Regions from separate parts of the Danio rerio genome. Here regions 2 and 3 are each linked to region 1. The links are chromatin contacts, called in public Hi-C and Micro-C maps. All regions are on one chromosome and are shown on one strand. The core of a region is the stretch at or near the end of the contact, and the rest is flanking DNA. Distances in the headings are between cores, read along the strand shown. Region 1 holds the start of cnot1 (CCR4-NOT transcription complex, subunit 1). Region 2 holds the start of ccnd2a (cyclin D2, a). Region 3 holds the start of tigara (TP53 induced glycolysis regulatory phosphatase a).

The links. Hi-C and Micro-C count contacts between places; a contact is called where the count stands out from the background.
Region 2: a contact with region 1 is called in a Micro-C map of caudal fin, with 3 times the contacts expected there. The contact joins the promoter of ccnd2a here to the promoter of cnot1 in region 1. A contact is called at or near these places in 2 of 18 Hi-C or Micro-C datasets (caudal fin and hematopoietic stem cells) and 1 of 4 datasets of contacts at active chromatin or transcription factors (embryo).
Region 3: a contact with region 1 is called in a Hi-C map of hematopoietic stem cells, with 3 times the contacts expected there. The contact joins the promoter of tigara here to the promoter of cnot1 in region 1. A contact is called at or near these places in 2 of 18 Hi-C or Micro-C datasets (caudal fin and hematopoietic stem cells) and 1 of 4 datasets of contacts at active chromatin or transcription factors (embryo).

What each region holds. Positions count from the first base shown.
Region 1 is chr25:18,254,113-18,257,405 of GRCz12tu, reverse strand. cnot1 (CCR4-NOT transcription complex, subunit 1) reads right to left here and starts at 1,569. Exons shown (of 49, transcript NM_001079951.2): 1 at 1,462-1,569.
Region 2 is chr25:17,921,052-17,924,659 of GRCz12tu, reverse strand. ccnd2a (cyclin D2, a) reads left to right here and starts at 1,413. Exons shown (of 5, transcript NM_001089445.1): 1 at 1,413-1,803; 2 at 3,138-3,353. The coding sequence starts at 1,609.
Region 3 is chr25:17,904,675-17,908,019 of GRCz12tu, reverse strand. tigara (TP53 induced glycolysis regulatory phosphatase a) reads left to right here and starts at 1,560. Exons shown (of 6, transcript NM_001039836.1): 1 at 1,560-1,750. The coding sequence starts at 1,719. It also overlaps a transcript of ccnd2a not described here.

The DNA of each region.
Region 1 (3,293 bases), core at 320-2,819:
TGTCATCCTTTCACTTTTAAGTCACTTTCTGTTTTATTTATCTCGTGCTAGGAGGAACAGAACGATACAGCTGCAAAACCGGAAGTCATACCCCCTCAGTCGCTCACAGGCCTCAAGTAGAACAAACCGAGTAAATAAACTTTAAGTGTTTGTGGTTCATGCAACACTAACTGACACAGCTGTATAATAATGAGTTTAATAACTGAAGTGTGGCGTTTAGTAAAGTAATATAAGCAGGTGTGAATTGTACAACTCAAATGAGTTTTTTACAAAAAGTACTTCCTTGAAACATTAAATAAAAGCAATAAAATCAAATAAACTCAAATAAATGCTAAGAACAGCAGAAACTAGCGTTATAGTTTTGTTTGCAAAAGCTAAACACAAAACCAAACTAACTAATGCATTTAATAGATAATATAAACACAAATCAATCTGCATAACAAATTATCAGGTTATATTCACAAGCTCGTAACTAACATTTCAGTTCAACTCAAACACTCCCAGCTCGACTGTGGAAAACACCGTTAGCAATCCTAGTGCTAACTCATCTTAAACCAAACTTTTTGTTTACACATTTAAAATGTACACAGTTGTGCCCTAAAACACACAATCTAAATGCGTTTATCAGCCAATGGCTCTAATCATCTCAAAACAAACTCTCTCGGCATTTTAAACCACAATTTCTGTCAGATTCAGTAACAGTCGTGCTAATCCAGAGCATGCTAACAGCTAGGCTAAGCTAACAGCGTAAACCTCATTGTTTCAAACGGTGACGAGCACTTAGCCTGTTCCCGACATGCTCACCTAACTGACAGGAACCTGGCGTCTGGTTTGTTTAGGACATTAACGTTAGAAATACACAAAAATGGTTCTTATGCATCTTCAACCCATGATGATCTCATGCAAGTCAAGTGTTAGTAAAACACTGGCACACACTTCCACTTCTAGTAAGAATATCTGGCAGCCTGACTCATGTAAAGGCGTAATAAATGCACTGGTAACGTTAGTGGTGTACTACATGATAGTAAACATGGAAGTTTGTGTAAAGCAGTGTTAGTGAACATTAGCAGCCATGCAGTTTAGCATATAGCCATACTGCTGTTTACTGGGCCTCACTCAACACATTTATGTGGTTGGAGAAACCAAACTCGGAGTCTAAATCACACCAGTGATCATGTAGCACCAACACGAGCCCTGGTCATGACTAGAAGGCTCTCCACAATTAATGTGATTCATATCACCAACCGAACTCCTACAGGCCGTTACAGATATTTCCACCATCCCGCGCGTAGGGCAAATTTGCTTCTTAGGAGTTTTTGGCCGTTAAACAAGCAAGGTAAGCTACACGCTAACAAGCTAACGTTAAATTAGCCGAGCAGACAACATATGATAACCAATTTATATCCCCAGCGCTTTGGGGGATTATAGCGCAGCGCCGAGCGCAGAGAGTGGACGCGTTACCTCGATCCTGGAAAAATTACGTGCGGATGATCATTTTCGTCGTGTTTCTTCGTTCTGATCTTGACGGATAAAAGGTCGCTTTCTCCCTCGGTTCGGTTTGGATTTTTCAAAATAAAATGGCGACTGTCACGGCACGCGCGCGCACCCAGTGCGGTGCTTATTGAGCTCGCGCACGAGCTCGCGACTACGCAACATATGAAGTGATGCGCGCTGCCACCGCGCCCCGCCTCTCCCTGTGCGCACAAACACTATAAAAAGACGGAGATCTGCGCAGATGCGAACACACACCTGTTGCTGTGTGAACGGATTTACAACAACAACGGAGATTTGTAAGAAGATGCTTCTTTTTTTTTCTAAACAAGAACATATCTCTAAAAAACACAGTTTATTGATGTAATACATCGAGTGTATACTGAATGCAGGCCCATAGCCAGCCTGGTGGTGATAACGATGGTTCTTTTTTTCCCCTCATAAAGTCCTTTTGCAGTTATTCGCCTCATCTTCTATTTCATTATGAGGTTTAAATACTGCATTCTAATAATATTTTAAGCACCTTTTTGTTTAAATAGCTGGTCATTTTTGATGTACCAAAAAATTTTCTTTAAGATTTTGAAAAAAAACTTTAAAATACTAATTTATTATGTGATTTATCGTTAAGAAAAAAAAAAAAAAATATATATATATATATATATATATATATATATATATTTTTTTTTTTTAAATGCATCTTATGTTAATTTATTTAGGCAAATAACAATCTAACCAGCACATTCAAATTACCTTAGTTAGAATTTGGTCATTTGAATAAAAAAATAAACAATATTAATGTAGAGCTTCACAATTATTTTTGATTTGTCTCTTGTAAAAAGTTCAATTGAAAATTCACAGAAAACAATAGCCTGATTATTATTAAAATTAAATGTAAAATGGGCTGCCTGTGTTTCATGAATAAGTTCCACGATTTAGAATAGAAGTTTCTTGTAGTTTTCTTTATTTAGCAACAATACAGTAGGTCAGTAGTGAACGATAGCTTAACTTTCGTCAAATTGTATGTTTTCTGGCACAGATGTTGGACTCATGAAAAATAAATGTTTGCACTGGCCAGAACACATCAGCTGAAGTCACGACAGCAACAGAGGATTCCACTCGGTCTTCTTCGATGGATTTTGTTCACAATTTATGACAGAATAGCAGTCAAAATAAAAGAAATGAGGTCATGCATGGGACAAATTCTGCACCTTTGTCAGTGGGGACTGGGTCTTTCAAACCACCCGAACCCCCTGGCTATGGGCCTGGAATGTTCATCATTGTTGTAGGAAAGTATGAAAATTGATGTTTGCTCTAAAAACCATTTAGAGTTTAAATCAGTCAGTTGTAGCATAACACTAAATGGAGAGTTCACCCAAAAACGACAATTTACTCGCACTGAAGTAGTTCCAAACTTTTTTAAAATGTAAAATAATAAAGTCTAAAGAAAGCTGTGAATCGGTAACCATTTACTACTCTAATTGGTAAAACAAATAGCCTACTACTGAGGTCAATGGTTAACAGTTTCCAGTTTTTTTCAGAATTTCGTCTTTTGTTTTTCAGAATTTGACTTTTTAGCTTTGGATGAACTATCCCTTTGGATTTTGAGCGTAATTATGGCTAATTACAATAAAACTGGCCTGGAAATTTATCAACAAAAAAACGTATACAATTATATAACTGCATAACGGTTTCATTTTATCCAAATAAATGTATGTAGAAGGTTCGGGAAATGTATAATTTTATGTTAGTTTATATATAGTTCACATAATTTTTTGCAAGTTGGCCCATGGTAACCTTTGATT
Region 2 (3,608 bases), core at 164-2,663, 330 kb after region 1:
TCATAATATAAAGTCTGGATTTATGAGCAAAATAATCTTAAAATTATTACTTTAATATAGTTTATTTCAAGGCATTATTTGCCTTTGTAGCACAAATTACAATCCGTATTATTCTATTTAAAATAATTCCAAGCCTTATCATTTTATATCTCTGATTTGATCAAAGCATTGCTGAGGGTAAAATGCTCTGACTGATTTTAAGGCTACAAATTTTTTTCATGACACCTGCGTGAGGCAGTCTCTGGGATCTAGCAGTGTTCATCAGGTGATCGGTAAAATAGATTAGGTTCTGCACTTTAGAATGCGAACTTGCACAGAGAAAGTCTGCCCAGTAACAAATCCGAAAGCCTCAAACGCGTGAAGAAGAACTATTGGCTATGTAAGAAGGGGAGGAACAATCTACAGCGAAAAAAAATGTTTTAAAGAGACATTTCCTAGCACATTTAAAAGTGTTGAAACGAAGCAAACTGTTGCAAAAGTTCATAGCTGCGGTCTGTTATGTTCTTCAGAATCACTCCAGCAAGCTTGAGAACCTTGAGATGCACCTCTATCAATAACGCAGCTATATGTTCTCTTAAAAGTCTTTGAATCGCTTTTTAATTTAGATTTCCCAGCGAATGTTTAACATGCTATGTCTCATTTGCAATTTAAATGAATTTCTGATTGAGTTTGTGAGTTATAAATGTTGATCTGCATGTATTGGGGTAGATTACAATTTTGAAATGCTGCATCACCTTTCGGGGCTTGGCTTTTCGAATCCTATATATATATATATATATATATATATATATATATATATATAGGTTTCGATGTAACGATGCATTATATAATAGAGGAAAGAGACTAACTATTCAGCAGATATATCTGACTAGTGTTGCTTCATGCTTTCGCTGCATTTCCTAGAAAGCTATCTCGTTGACCACATGTTGCAGCTCATAGCTTCTATTTCTAATTTGTGATGACGAGGTGAAGTTTTAGCGCCCTTAAATAAAAAACAATACATTTTAACCATTATTTTGTTAATTTGTAAAATCAAAGTAATGAAAATGTCTGCATGACACCAAGAGCATGGGTATAAAAATGTATGCAAAATAATACATTCAAAACCAAAACCACTTTATTTTTAAAATACTTTGAGATAGCCTATTAGATTTATAAACATTTGGTGTTGCGTTGGTTGCAGTGAGTTTGTGTTGTCATTTTAAAAAAAATACACGAGTTAACTAAACATTAAAATCTTGCATGATCCATGAATACACCAGCCAATGTTGTCCTTTTATCCATCGTGTGGAGGCTATCGATTCTCTTATAACCAGAGCAAGAGGGGAGGAAAAGCAGAGGAAGACTGAGCATGTTCCGTCTGGCCAATAATAAGGTCTGCTTGCGTCAGAGTTCTGCAGACCTCAAATGTTGCAGCGAGAAGAGCAGAGCAGAGCAGAGAAAGAGACTAGTGGGGAAAAGTTTGCAAAAGGATCAGGACTAACCTGGACAGCCCAGTAGACTGATTTGATGTACCCGAGAAGTCTTTTCTGCTCTTTTTGACATTTCGCAACTTTTGTACTTCACTGTTTGTAGCCGTATTAAAGGTCGAAAAGGACTGTAACAATCATGGAACTGCTTTGTCTCGAGATGGACACCATTATAAGAGCCCGTCCTGATCCGAATCTTCTGTATGATGACAGGGTACTACAGAGTTTGCTGACCATCGAAGAGAGGTTTCTTCCTCAGTGTTCATATTTTAAATGCGTTCAGAAAGACATTCAGCCCTTTATGCGGAGGATGGTGGCAACATGGATGTTAGAGGTTTGTACCCGATCATTTCCGTGCTTACATGTATCTTCAACACGTCTTGCAAACGTTTCATTTTCCATTCTGTCATGTAAGTATTGTAGAATGCAACTAAAGAAGCTGCTTTAACATTTCCGAAAAAGCAAATGCGATTTTGTTGGGCTATTTACTATTTTATTGCAGCCATAAGCGCTGATTTTGGACCAAGTTCACGATTGCAGAGGGATGGAGGTTATCGACATATGTCAGTGATCTCAAGCGCGTATTTTATAAAGTTTTCAGTTACGTTAACACAGAGGATAGGACCTTGCTTAACATTATTTATTTATTTTTAAGATAAATATTTCCATGCACACGTATGCACTTCAATGCTTGCCGCTGTGCTACAGCTTACCATCGCCATGTTGTTTTTTTTCCTCACAACAACTTTATCGCAACAAAATGATCATAACAACTGTTAACATGTGCATGGCTTTGTAGATGAGCGTTTAGGGTATATAATTATGGTAGAATATGTTGGTGATTGCTTTTCTATAATTTTGTACATTTTTTTAAATGTATGGTTGCGGAAGGGGCGACGGCCCGCATTGCTTCTTAACCCATGCTGATCGAAGTCTATCCTTGGAATTAAGTTCAGTTCTTGTCGGAATCGTTCATATTTCCTATGTTTGACATATGGAAATGATAGAGGGGGGTCTTAGCTTTATTTTCATGTTTTAAATTGTCAGGTGAATCGACCAGGACAATTTATAAAAATATTTAAAAAGAATATTTCGGTTCGATGGTGACGCACTCATCTGAGACCGCATGGTACTTCGTTTTGAAAAACGTGTTTTAATCATAAAAAACATCGATTAAATAACTTGTCAATTGTCGGGAATGATGTAAGAAGGATAGCTGAATATTTAGAGGTAAGATTAGTTGACAAAAACAATTTATTTATATTTTTAAATATTTTATGAAAATATGACGAATTAAAAAAAACAGATCCAGTCCTGTGTTGCTTGGGTGTTTTTTGGCTCGGGTGATTGTGACTTGAATTCATTTCTTACTGAATGAACCAAAGGAATGTGAGCCTATTGACAGATGTTAGAGTCCACAATAAATGTATATCTTTATAACTACAACAAGACAGGGTTTTCACAGTTTTGGAATCTATCTCAATTTTAACGTTAAGATTTACAGCCTCTTTTCAATGCAACAAATGAACAATACTACGTTATTCGTTTTATTCTTAAAATTATTTTTTAGATGTAAAGTCTTTGAGAGTCATTTAAATTACACAAATTTTGTTGCGCCACGTGCATCTTTTCCTCTGAACTTATTAAGTTATGCCCTGCCCTTTCCAGGTCTGCGAGGAACAGAAATGCGAGGAAGAAGTTTTTCCACTGGCTATGAACTACTTGGACCGATTTTTAGCGGTGGTACCAACAAGAAAATGTAACTTGCAGTTGCTCGGCGCAGTTTGCATGTTTCTTGCGTCTAAATTGAAAGAGACGCGTCCATTAACTGCAGAGAAGCTGTGTATCTACACTGATAACTCAATCAGACCGCAAGAACTGCTGGTAAGCACCAAGCATATTGTTTGAAAATCAAAACTTAGTAATTTTCCCGGAGGGATTTCTATTAATTGTTTGCATAACTTCTTCAAATGTGAATTTAAGTGTTTATTTTAATCCTACTGCTGTTAAGGGTCCATTTAAATTTGTGGATTACCCCATTTAAGTATATTGAATATATTGCAATTTGTGATGTGGTCTTCCTATATTGTGCATTTTTTTACAAGTCAGATACTAGAATTAAGACTAGTCCAAAGTAAA
Region 3 (3,345 bases), core at 311-2,810, 350 kb after region 1:
GTACTGCTTACAGAATATTTTGAGAATACAGAAGTAGAGGGTAAAAGAAGAACATGAAATGAGTATTCGACTGGAAATGCTCTTTGTACAGTGTGCTCTTATTAAGGCATGTTTCTTTACCTTTTAATCTTTTTTCCTCCTCTTCTTCTCTGTCACATTCTGTAAGTGTGGTATCTCTATACCTCAGGTTTACTGGACATAAAAGACTTTTCCATTACCTCACACAACTCATAACAGTTTTTTCGGGAACCTGGAAATTACATCACAAAGAAGAGCATATCAAAATGTTGCTTTGTCTGGTGTAGTAAATTCAGTGGAATCTGAATTTCAATGTAAACAAGTAGGCTCCCACATGGACATCAGCAATAGTGGATGGAGGAGATGGCGAATGGTCAACAATGTCTTATGTATTCATTTCATGTCAGGAGATAGACCAGTAAACCTGTAAATAGCAAATAAACATCAACACTGAGAAAAGGCCTCCTCCCTCCACTATAACCACATCATGTACCTCAGTAATGTCTGTTGCACAACCTCCGTTCAGTTAATATCTGCTTTAAAGAGCGCGGTGCTATGTTGGTCCTATGTTATTCTTCCCATTTATTGGAAATTGTGGAGGTGAAAATAACTATCCAACATGTTATAACCTGGTTAAGAATAACTGTGGAGAAAGTGTGAATAATCAGACACAAACCGGATGAAAATGACACAATTCAAAAATGAAACAGACGTTGAACTTTTTTTGTTCAGCAATGTTTCCTGTCATTCAACTCATTAGGGCTTAGCAACTATGTTGGTATTCTTTGGATTTATGTTCACCTCAAATCATTTGTCATTGAGAGCATGAATGAAGTTAAAGGAGAGTACATGCTGTATGCTAAGGTCAATTAAACTTACCATGAAAGAAGCTTAACGTCTCTCTTCTCCTTATTTCAGTCAATAACTGTGGTTAAAGCTGTTACAGTTTCGTCGACTTTCATGTTTTAGGATGCCTCTCTGAGAAATAGCTGTGTGCATTTAAATATATAATGTAGAGCAGCATATCTTTGTGTCGAGTAATGTTGGTGAGATGCAGTCTAAAATAAAAACCGATGAATGACAAACTAAACAATTTCAAAGCCCGCGAATGACTGCGAGGCTTACGTCAGGGAACGAATCATTCCATTGAGTCGAATCTTCTTAGGAGTCGGTTGATCTGGTTCACTGATCAGATGAATGATAGGCTAGGCTACAGCCTGGAGAAATTTGTATTATGAATTTTATCATACCAAGGCAAGAGAGATGGCCTAAACAAATGACAGTTTAATAAACCAAGAAGCGGCGTATGTGAATGATTTTGTTTCAGCGTCAACAAACTAAAGAGCACAAAATTAACCAATTGGTTAAATACAAAATGTATTTAATAAAAAAACTATGATTAACAACGTTAGCTGTATCGGTAAAACTTGAGTACAAGCCTTGAATCTAAAGGATCTCTGAAGTGTTGATTGAACCGTTCAAAAAGAATCAATTTGTAAAATTGAATCGGATCTCAACGCATGCGTACACATTTCCGGCTTGTCAAACACCGGGATAAGAGCTGTCAGAGAGCTGTGACCCAAAATCAGCAACAACTGGCGGCTATTTGAAAACGTAAAAAGGGCTGAAAGCTTGTTATTGACTCCGAGTTCGATATCAACGGTGAAGATATTGTATTATTTTCACGACGCGTCTGCGACATGCTCGCCTTTGGTTTAACAGTAGTCCGACAGTAAGTTCTGTTTTGTTTGCTTTATGAAAGTGATTTGTTCTATTCATAGTTATTTACACTGCACAATTGGTTAAGTAATTGTAAATAAAAGTGATTTGAGCAGTTTAGAAGTTGTTAGTTCTAACGTATGTAAAGCGCTGTATACAGTATAGTAGCCTATAAGTTAACTAAAATCACGCCACAGATTGAGTAACCTAGGTAATGTAATGTAAGTAACATTAGAGCTTCTCTAGAGGCAATAAGGGTTCCTCATATTGTATTTCTCGTGTTGTTGTAGCTTATGCCTAAAGGTCAATACGAATCCATCTTTAGTGAAAGGTCAGAGGTAAACTTACTCAAACGGCAACTTCTACATTCACTATATATGTTAAATAGACAGATAGGCTACATATATTTAAAATATATTATATTTTAACATATATATATATATATATATATATATATATATATATATATATATATATATATATATATATATATATATATATATGTGTGTGTGTGTGTGTGTGTGTGTATATATATGTGTATATAAATATATGTATGTATATATATATATATATATATATATATATATATATATATATATATATATATATATATATATATACATATATATATATACATATATATATATATACATATATATATATACATATATATATATACATATATATATATATATATATATATATATATATATATATATATATATATGTGTGTGTGTGTGTGTGTGTGTGTGTGTGTGTGTGTGTGTGTGTGTATAGATAGATAGACAGATAGATGGATAGTTAGATGGATAAAGATCAATAGTTTAAGAAAACTTGCTTTATCAATTTAACTACACCAAGAAAAAAATGTCCTAATGTCACTAGTTAACATACTCAATGCATTCCATAATTTCTAAAATACCTCAACCAAATGGTAGAGGTATCTACCAAATGGTTGATATGTCGGATTATGGTAAAAGTACTGGACTTAATACATATACTATGAAAAACATGAAAATATGAAGTATAAGACCAATTAATAATAAAAAAAGTCTAAATAATATATTTTTGAATACAAAATCACCTTTTTTTTTAAGTATGCCATAAAATATTTCAAGTCTCATTTAACATTTTTTGAAGGGTGGGGGTTACAATAAAACCAAAATCAAGTGTAGTAGTGCAACAAGATTATGACCTAAATTACAGGACTATTACCTATAAAGCCATTATAAAGCCACTCTCAGAAATAAACGTACATGAGCTGTCACTGGGGTGATACCTTTTGAAAAGGTACACATTTGTACTTGAAGGGTCCATATTTGTTCCTCAAAAGTATATATTAGTACCTACAAATTTTAAGAGGAACACTTATGTTCTTTTTAGGTACTATTATGTACACTTGAGGTATCAATAGGGACCTTTTAGGCACAAATCTTTACAAAAAAAGGTACCATCCCAGTGACAGATCAAGTACCTTTAGTTCTGAGAGTGTAGAGGGGCAGTCAAAAGGTTATTATGATGATAATGATAATAATAATAATAATTGCAAAAAAACAAGGCTCACCCAATTTTTTAAATTTATTATTAAGTTTCTCAACCTCATATTTA